Regions from separate parts of the Mus musculus genome. Here all the other regions are linked to region 2. Evidence: chromatin contacts called from public promoter capture Hi-C data. All regions are on one chromosome and are shown on one strand. The core of a region is the stretch at or near the end of the contact, and the rest is flanking DNA. Distances in the headings are between cores, read along the strand shown. Region 1 holds the start of Atxn1l (ataxin 1-like). Region 2 holds the start of Fcsk (fucose kinase). Region 3 holds the start of Gabarapl2 (gamma-aminobutyric acid (GABA) A receptor-associated protein-like 2).

Evidence for each region. Promoter capture Hi-C pulls out the DNA fragments that hold promoters and counts their contacts.
Region 1: a promoter capture Hi-C map of pre-B cells shows a contact between it and region 2, with 4 times the contacts expected there. The contact joins the promoter of Atxn1l here to the promoter of Fcsk in region 2. A contact is called at or near these places in 2 of 39 promoter capture datasets (liver and pre-B cells) and 1 of 115 datasets of contacts at active chromatin or transcription factors (pancreatic cancer cells).
Region 3: a contact with region 2 is called in a promoter capture Hi-C map of liver, with 2.0 times the contacts expected there. The contact joins the promoter of Gabarapl2 here to the promoter of Fcsk in region 2. A contact is called at or near these places in 2 of 39 promoter capture datasets (liver and pre-B cells).

Annotation. Positions count from the first base shown.
Region 1 is chr8:109,736,129-109,739,120 of GRCm38.p6, forward strand. It overlaps Atxn1l (ataxin 1-like), which reads right to left and starts at 1,652. Exons shown (of 4, transcript NM_001080930.2): 1 at 1,503-1,652.
Region 2 is chr8:110,901,154-110,903,922 of GRCm38.p6, forward strand. Fcsk (fucose kinase) reads right to left here and starts at 1,335. Exons shown (of 24, transcript NM_172283.3): 1 at 1,269-1,335.
Region 3 is chr8:111,939,290-111,942,062 of GRCm38.p6, forward strand. It overlaps Gabarapl2 (gamma-aminobutyric acid (GABA) A receptor-associated protein-like 2), which reads left to right and starts at 1,414. Exons shown (of 4, transcript NM_026693.5): 1 at 1,414-1,563; 2 at 1,871-1,926. The coding sequence starts at 1,530.

The DNA.
Region 1 (2,992 bases), core at 402-2,901, 1.2 Mb before region 2:
TTTTATACGTGACTTTACACTAAGTACTGAATGAAATGTGAAAGAAAATGAAAACGCCATTTTGATTCTATGAAGCTAACAAAGGGGAACAAAACTATTACTAAGCTACCAATATCTGAATCCACACTTGCCAGAAACATCAATAATTAAAGAACATGGCCTTTCAAGGCTCCGGATGCAGCTCAGTTGGTAAAGTGCCTGCCTAGCATGCATCCAGCCCGAGGTTACATCTCTAGCACCTCACAGATTGGAAATGGGAGTGGACACTTTGTAATCTTACTACCTTTGAGGTAGAAAGAAGAGGATCGTGAGTTCAAGGTACTCACCAACTACATTCGATTATTTAGCAAGTCAGAAGTCAGCCTGAGCTCCATAAGACCCTCTCAAAAGAAAACAACCAAAACCAAAACCGGGGCCAACGAAGTCCTAACAACTGGATTAGCAGTATTGACTAGTACCGAGGAACCTGTTCTGTCAAAGTCAGAATATTGCAAGCTCGATCCAACTGAAGGCAACGTTTACTTAAGATAGGCATGGTTCAAGGGTACACGAAAGATGGAAATGTGGAAAAACAGATTCCTAATGCCACAAATAAATCACCAAGTGGGTACAAGTCACGCACTCATTCTTCATCAAACGTTTAATTGAAAGCACTCAGCTTTCTTTCATTTTCTTAATCCCCCAAAATGATGCTTGCCCTCTGTAGCTAAAAAAAAAAAAAAAGCTAAGGAAAATCCGTCTATGGGTCACCGAGGAGTTAGCAAACACAAAATAATGAAAGGACGGAAAGAGGCAAAAAGAAAGCTCAGCCTGCCCACCAGGTTCCCACAAGGCAAAACACTTCAAAATCTGAAACCGGGTGTGGGTGTAGGGTGCAGCTTTGGAGAATTTCTCATGGGAAATGACACAACTTGTGGCCCTGAGCTAAGGGGCAACGGAACTATTCCAGAGACCTGCCAACCTAGCCGAGAAGGCAGCTCCTCTTCATGCAGGGAATGGAATCAAGAGACTGCACACCGAGGGGGACCCAAATTCACTGAGGGAGAGGTGCGCCCCACAAAAAGGGAGCAGCAAAAAGGGAGAGACACCAGGGATGATGGCTTTTGATGATCCTTGTTCCGACAGGGGTACAGGCCTGAACTGGGGGAGTCTACGTTTAGGGTTAGTCGGGGTAGGGGGTCGGACGTGGAGGTGAGGCCAGGCCCCGCTGGCGACGCTTCCTTGTTTGGGGCCCCTTCCCGCCCTGAGAACTCGGACATCCTGACCCGCGGGGACAACCCCGTCGGGGCATCAGGGCCTGAGGCCGCCTTCTGGGCCAGGCGGGAAAGCAGCATCTAGAGGGGCTAGGCACGGCCTCTTTCGCTCGCTCTGCCCGCTGTTTAGGGGGCCCGCGGCCGGGGTGAGGCAACGGGCTTCTAGGGGGGCCCTTCCACTAGAGCTCCGAACCCAGGCCTGCTTGGCCTCAGGCCATCCCAGCGGCCACCGCTCCAGGCGACACTCACCGGCCCATCTCACGGAGCTCCCAGGACTCCTCCCGCTCGTCCCGGAGCCGCCGCCACCGCGGCCGCCGCCATCCCCGGCCCCGGAGCCGCCCCACACCCAGCGGGCACCCCCCCAAGCCGGGCGCCCGGAGATGGCGTTGAGCGCATCCCGCCCCCCCCCCGACGCGGAGAGATGACGTCACCCTGGCCTGGGAGCGCCGCCTACTTACACAGGAGGAAACTGGCCGCCTGCCCATCGTACCCAGCGCCCCCCTTTGGTGGGAAAATGAACGCCTGTCCCACTGAATGGGTCCAGGGAGTAGGTGATGTTTCCTTAAAAAGCTCCCAGACCTGGATTCCCTGGAGAAGTTTTCACAAGCTGTCACTAGAAGTCCAGATAGTGGAGATCCCTGGGGCCTTGTTTATGATGCCCCAGAATTTACTGGAGTAGAAAGATGGAAGGGTCATTGTAGGGTCAGGGTGAGAGAGAGCTGGGCCCAGACCTTTTCAAGGGTCAAGAGCCTTGTAAAGTTAGAAATAGCCTGAGGCAGCCAAAAAAAAAAAAAAAAAAAAAAAAAAGTGTGCCTGTGCAGGACCTAGAAAAAGATGAAAAAGTACTGAAGACCTGGGAGTGGGTGAGCAATAAGGACGGGATTCTTACTACAGTGGAAAGCAGGTTGGCTTAGTGAATACAGGGCTTGGCTACTGGTTTGGAATATTGTCACCCATATAATGCCAGTTCATACTAAATACTTGAATGAAAGTTTGATTGGCTTAAGCAGACACAAAAATGAATGGCTGATTTAGGTTGCTGATTGGAGGGGGAGGATTTTTTTTTTCTTATTTGTTCATTTGTTTTTGAGACAGGGTCACAAGTAGCTCAGAGTGGTTTTGAACTCACTGTGTAGTTTAGGGTGAACTTGAACTCTTAACCGTCCTGCCTCTATCTCTCAAGTTGATGGTATCACTGGTGCATTCGTTTCTTTTCTGTTGCTGGGATAAGACACAATCAAGGCAACTGCCAGAAGGATTTGAGTTTGTGGTTCCATTTGAGAGGGTTAGGAGTCCATTGTGGTGGGAAAGCTTGGCAGGGAGCAGCAGCCATAGAGGCTGGAGCAGAGAGGAGGGGGTCACATCTAGAACTTAGAAGCACAAAGCAGAGAGACTGAACCTGGAATTGCCTGTGGCTCTGAGCCTCAAAGCCAGGTCCCTAGTGACATAGGGACTCTAACAAGGCCATACATACCTTAATAGTGCCACTAACTGGCCACCAAGAGTTAAACATCTAAGCCTATATCGAAGTTTCTCATTCAAACCACCACAGCAGGCAAGCCCCACATTTGGCCAATAGTTGGTCTTGTGTTCAGATTACATTTATACAGAAAAAGTGATTATGCGTGTTTTATATAAAAGAGAGAGAGAGAGAGAGAGAGAGAAAACAGAAGTGTTGGGAGCCGCGCCCACATTCGCCGTTACAAGATGGCGCTGACAGCTGTGTTCTAAGTGGTAAA
Region 2 (2,769 bases), core at 85-2,584:
TCAGCCAGGAGAGTAACTAACACTTAAGGAGTGTTTCTCAGGCACCTAGCCAACGGCATTGTAGTGACAGCTCACAGGAGCCATTCACCAGTCCTAATAGGTGATCTTATCACACCACAGGCATAAAGGAAGCCTGGCTTAAAGAATAAGCAGGCTGCCTAAGGTCAGGTAGAGCTAGCATAAATAGCTGGGTGTGTCCCCGTGTCTATGTTCTCAGTCACAGGGAGGAATGGTCCTGGGTTGTCACACGTGGCATTTGCACAGTGATCTTAGAATACAGAGAAGAAATTATAGCAGCACTCTGCCCATTTTCACAGAGCTTCATTTGCTCAATCCAAGTTGGAGTTTTGAGGACTGGAACTTTTTATGTCTTTTTTTTTTTTTTTTCTTTTCTTTTTTAGTTACGACATAGTCCTACAAAGCAAACCTGGCTAAAAGCTTACACCAATTCATCTAGTCAAGGATTTTTGGTTGGTTGATTTTTTTTTTAGTTCTGTTTGCTTTCCAGTGCTAGGAAACCTCAGGAAAATTGCAGGAGAGTGAGCATACCCAGGGATGATAAAATAAGGCCCCTTATGCATACACGCACGCACACTCCAAGTACATATTTTTAAGACAGGCTCATATTATGCAGCCTTAGTTGGCCTCAAACTTTCCATCTTCTTGCCTCCACTTCCCAATACTAGGTTTACAGGCCTGGGCCACTATGCCAGCTCATAATCTGCTCATTGAACAAAGATGGTATAGGTAGGGACTACGCACATTTCAGCATTTTAAAAACTTTAAAAGTTGAATGTATGTGTGTGTGTGAGTGAGTGAGAGAGAGAGAGAGAGAGAGAGAGAGGGAGAGAGAGAGAGAGAGAGAGAGAGAGAGAGAGAGAGAGAGAGAGGCAGGCCCAGGAGACTCTAATTTGCAGCTTTTTGAAGAACAAGAGGCAGAAAGAAGTTGGCTGGAAGTAAAACCAGATAGTAAACAATACGTTCATACAATGTGTACCCAGTGGGGTAAACTGAGGCAGGAAAACGACTCAAATCAAAATCAGAGCAGCGCTGGCATCTAGAGCTCCCTGGCTCAAGGGAATGTCGCTCGGTGTGCCAGGTGTCCGCAAGTCGTGGGGGTTCCCTCTGAAAACCCAGATCAAGAGAAGACTGCACTACAGAGGTCCCCTGCAGCTAACTAGCGCTGGGGGCGACGGCAGAGATCTGGGAAACCCGCAGGAAGGCGCCCCAAACTACAGTGGAACTGAAGACCCCGCGGACCCACATACCTGCGTCCGCCCAGCGCTCGCAGAGCCGGCTCTTTAACGCGGCTGCGCATGCAGCGCGGCGCACCCTGGGAAATGGAGTTCATTCGGCCTCCCGCCAGAGTCCTCAGAACCTACTCGCAGCCCCGCCTTACTGAAAGGACAAAGTTCTCAAACTTACAAGGAGTGCTAAATATACAAATTTCCAGAGAGAACAGGTGTCTTAAAGACACTGGCCAACTGTTTCTTTGTTTGTTTGTTTGTTTGTTTGTTTGTTTGTTTGTTTGTTGTGACTCGGGTACAAGGTAAAAGTATATTTTGATTGTTTTGTTTTGTTTTGTTTTGACAGGGTTTCTCTTTGTAGCCCTCACTGTCCAGGAACTCATTTGCCTTCCTCTGCCTATTGAGTGTGTGTGCAACCATCGCCTGGCTGTAATTTTGACCTTTTAAAATACTTTTTATTAAAGCTAAGTCTTTCTTAACTATTGATTAATTGAATGATTGATTGATTGATTGATTGAATATGAGTACACTGTAGCTGTCTTCATGCACACCAGAAGAGGGCATCGAATCCCATAACAGATGGTTGTGAGCCATCCCGTGGTGGCTGGGCATTGAACTCAGAACCTCTGGAAGAACTTAACTGCTGAGCCATCTCTCCAATCCCTTTATTTTGACCTTTTAAAAAGGATGGGGGTTTTGGGGTTTGTTTGTTTTTTTCTGTTTTTTGTTTTCTGTTTGGTTTTTCGAGACAAGGTTTCTCTGTATAGCCCTGGCTGTCCTGGAACTCATGCTGTAGACCAGGCTGGCCTCGAACTCAGAAATCCACCTGCCTCTGCCTCCCAAGTGCTGGAATTAAAAGCATGTGCCACCACAGCCCGCTTAAGAAGGATTTTTAAAAAGTTATTATTTTAGGGACTGGAGAGATAGCTCCACTAGTTAAGAGCACTCACTGCACTTCCAGAGGACCAGGCAGATCACAACATCCTCACACAGACATAAACCACCAATGCAGGCAAAACACCAATGCATATGAAAATAAAAATGAATAATTATGAAAATGACTTTGCTTTTATTATTACCGTCAATGCCATCATTTTATGTGCCTGAGTGTTTTGCCTGCATGTGTGTCTGCACCTCGTGCATTCCAGAAGAGGTTGCCAGCAGGTATTGGATTCCCAGAAGTTAGAATTAAAGACCATTGTGACCACCATGTGGGTGCTGGGAATCAAACCCAAGTCCTCTAGAAGAGCAGCCACCTGCTGATCCATCTCTCCACCTGTTTTTTGGTTGTTTTGTTTTGTTTTATTTTTTATTTTTTTTAGATAGGATCTTCCTATGTAGCCCAGGCTGGCCCTCATTCAAACTCCTCCTACTTCAGTCTCCAGAGTGCTAGGATTGTACGAACTCACCACCATATCCTTCAGATTTTTTTTTTTTTTTTAAGACAGGGTTTCTCTGTGTAGCCTTGGCTGTCCTGGAACTCACTCCAGAGACCAAGCTGACTTCAAACTCAGAGATTCAC
Region 3 (2,773 bases), core at 164-2,663, 1.0 Mb after region 2:
CACTGTGTTATGTCTGCAACATAACACTCAATGCATTTTTTGTTTTGCAGAAGACAAACACCTAGTTGCTCAGACACAGTCTTTTTTTTTTTTTTTTTTCCAGACAGGGTTTCTCTGTGTAGCCCTGGCTGTCTGGGAACTCACTCTGTAGACTAGGCTGGCCTTGAACTCAGAAATCCACCTGCCTGCCAAGTACTGGGATTAAAGGCATGGGCCACCACACCCAGCTAACACAAAGTTTTAAAAGTTCTTTAAATTAAATTTTTTTTTCCTTAAGATTTTCATTATCTTCCCTGCATCTGGGTGTGTATGTGTATGGAGGCTTGCCACAGTGAATGCCTTGAGGCCAGAAGATAACCTTTGTAAACAGGTTGTCCTCCATCACTTGGGTCCTCAGGATTGAACTCCGTCTGGCAGGCTTGGCACCAAGCGTTTTTACCTGCTGGGAACTGAGTCTCTCCCCTCCCCCCAGTGGAAAATAACAAATACTTTCAGAATGAAGTTATAGCCACAGCATCTATCAGGAATTTCAACTGTAGGGAATGATTGATGACAAGGTTCAAACACTGGCTCTACAGATGCGGCAGATCATATAAGCACGTGGTCAGGTGGCCGATTAACTGCATATTCATGTTCTGTGTTCACCAGTGCATAAACAGATGGTGACCCAGAGCCGACTTCCTGGATGACTATGCTACGACTTGGACAGGGGTGGAACCTCGAGGCTTGTGCCTAGGGCAGGTGACACCCACAGCTCAGGGTTAGTGCCGAGCCACTCCCACTGCCAGCTCCTTCTCCTAGGGTGTCTTATGACCAGCTCTCCCAGGAATCCTCCCCGCCTGACACTGGCACTTCGCCTCTGACAGTTTCCGATAAAGAATCTCTGTGATCAGGGATATTCCGTTGACTAAATGAGTATGTGTGGTACTTGTTCATAAGTGTTCATGAATGTTTAAAATATGTATTCGTGAGTGGGAAGTGAGATTTGTTTAAATCAAATTTTAGGTGCAACAACTCCTATACTAGACCTCTAGGTGGTCACCAGTACTCGTTGCACACAGCGCTTGGAACAGGTTATCCCTCCATGCCGAGCTCCCGCCTTCTCACCCAGCCAAAAATTAATATTCATTTCTCCTTAAGCCCCAGACTTCCCCTTCCAGAGCCCTTTACAAGCGTTCCAAGCTATGAGCCATGACCTGCCTGTCATGCACAATCCTGAAACTCCATTCCAGTCACTAATTCCTAAAGTCTCCACTGTCACTCACAGACTTCCCAGCCACCTACGTCAGTCTCCATTCCCAGGAGCGCTCCTAGGTCTCCGCTTAGGCTCCGCCCTCTCACGTAATCGTAGCCTACTGAAGCTCTTACCAGGCCCGCCGGAAGCCCCGCCCCGGGAGGTTGCTAGGCTCCGGCAGCCGGAAGTCCCGCCTGTGGAGTAGTCGTCGCTGCCGCCGCCGCCTCCGTTGTTGTTGTGGTCGCTTCGCCGAAGTCCGCGGCTCGAAGAGCCGGCTCCGTCGCTTCCCGTCGCCATGAAGTGGATGTTTAAGGAGGACCACTCTCTGGGTAAGCGCGGTCGGCCTGCGGGGCCCCAGATCGCGGCCCCTCCCCCACTCCCGCCGCCCTGCCGGGCCCGCTGGGTCGCCAAGGCCCCGGCATCCTGGCGCCTCCCACGGACCCGTGTCGCCCTACGTGGATCTCGCTGGGAGTTCCTGAGGGGATCTGTGGCGAGGGACTCCGGGGCTAGGACTCGGGGCGTACGCACGCAGGCAGGTTGCGGGCGGAGAAGGGCGGACAGGAAGAAGGGGTTCCGGCAGCGGCGGCCCTGCTGTCCGGCAAGTGCGAATGTCAGCCTGGTTTTCTTCTTCCCCAGAACACAGATGCGTGGAATCCGCGAAGATCAGAGCGAAGTACCCCGACCGAGTTCCGGTGAGTGTGGACTCCCCGCCCCCTCACCCCGCTGTCACCCTTAGCGTCTAGGAGAGGTGTCGGGCGGGCGCGCTAGGCCGTGCAACAGTTGAGAACTTAAGGTCTCAAGGTGTAGCCCAGAGACCGAGGACAGCCTGGGGTTCCGCCGGCCCAAGCTTGGGGCTTAAGGGGCTGGTGCTGTCCAGGGGCACCAGTGCTGAATCTCCCGATCTAGGGCAGCAAGCTGCTTGCAGCCTCTCGGCTCCCTCACCAATTATGTAAGGAACCGTGTTCTAGGACAGGGCAACAGGTCACTGCCACTTTGGGGAATGATGGTGGAGGGAGACTGGCATTTGGGGTTGGATACGGTAGCATCCTTTCAAGGTAGTCATCTTTAACGCTGGACCTTTAACTTCGAGTTTCTCTTTACCCTGATTCTGCCATCCTTGTTTGACTAACAAATCTGAAATGCTCTCGTTTTGCCTCTAATCAATAAGTATGTTGCTTTATTTCTGCTTTCTGCCCTAGTTGGGGCGATCGTTTCTGATATCACTATTGATTTTTGAAGGACATAAAGTCTTACTATTGTAGTGCTTTGCTTGTAAACAGTCCCTTTGAGAAGCAGGAGGATAAATGTTAACTGTTCAGAGAGAAGCAACAGGCCAAATGAAAATGTCGGCTCTTGGGTGGCTGTAGTTGTATAGCTTTGCCCTTAGTTCATCCATTTCTTTCCAGTGTTGTTGGGGATTGGAATGCTCTAACAGGGTCTATCTATGGATCAAAAGATGACAGATGAAACCCTAGCCAGATCAATCTTTTCATCGGCCTAGATAAAATGTTAGAGAGCTACCCTTGCAGTGGGGTGGCA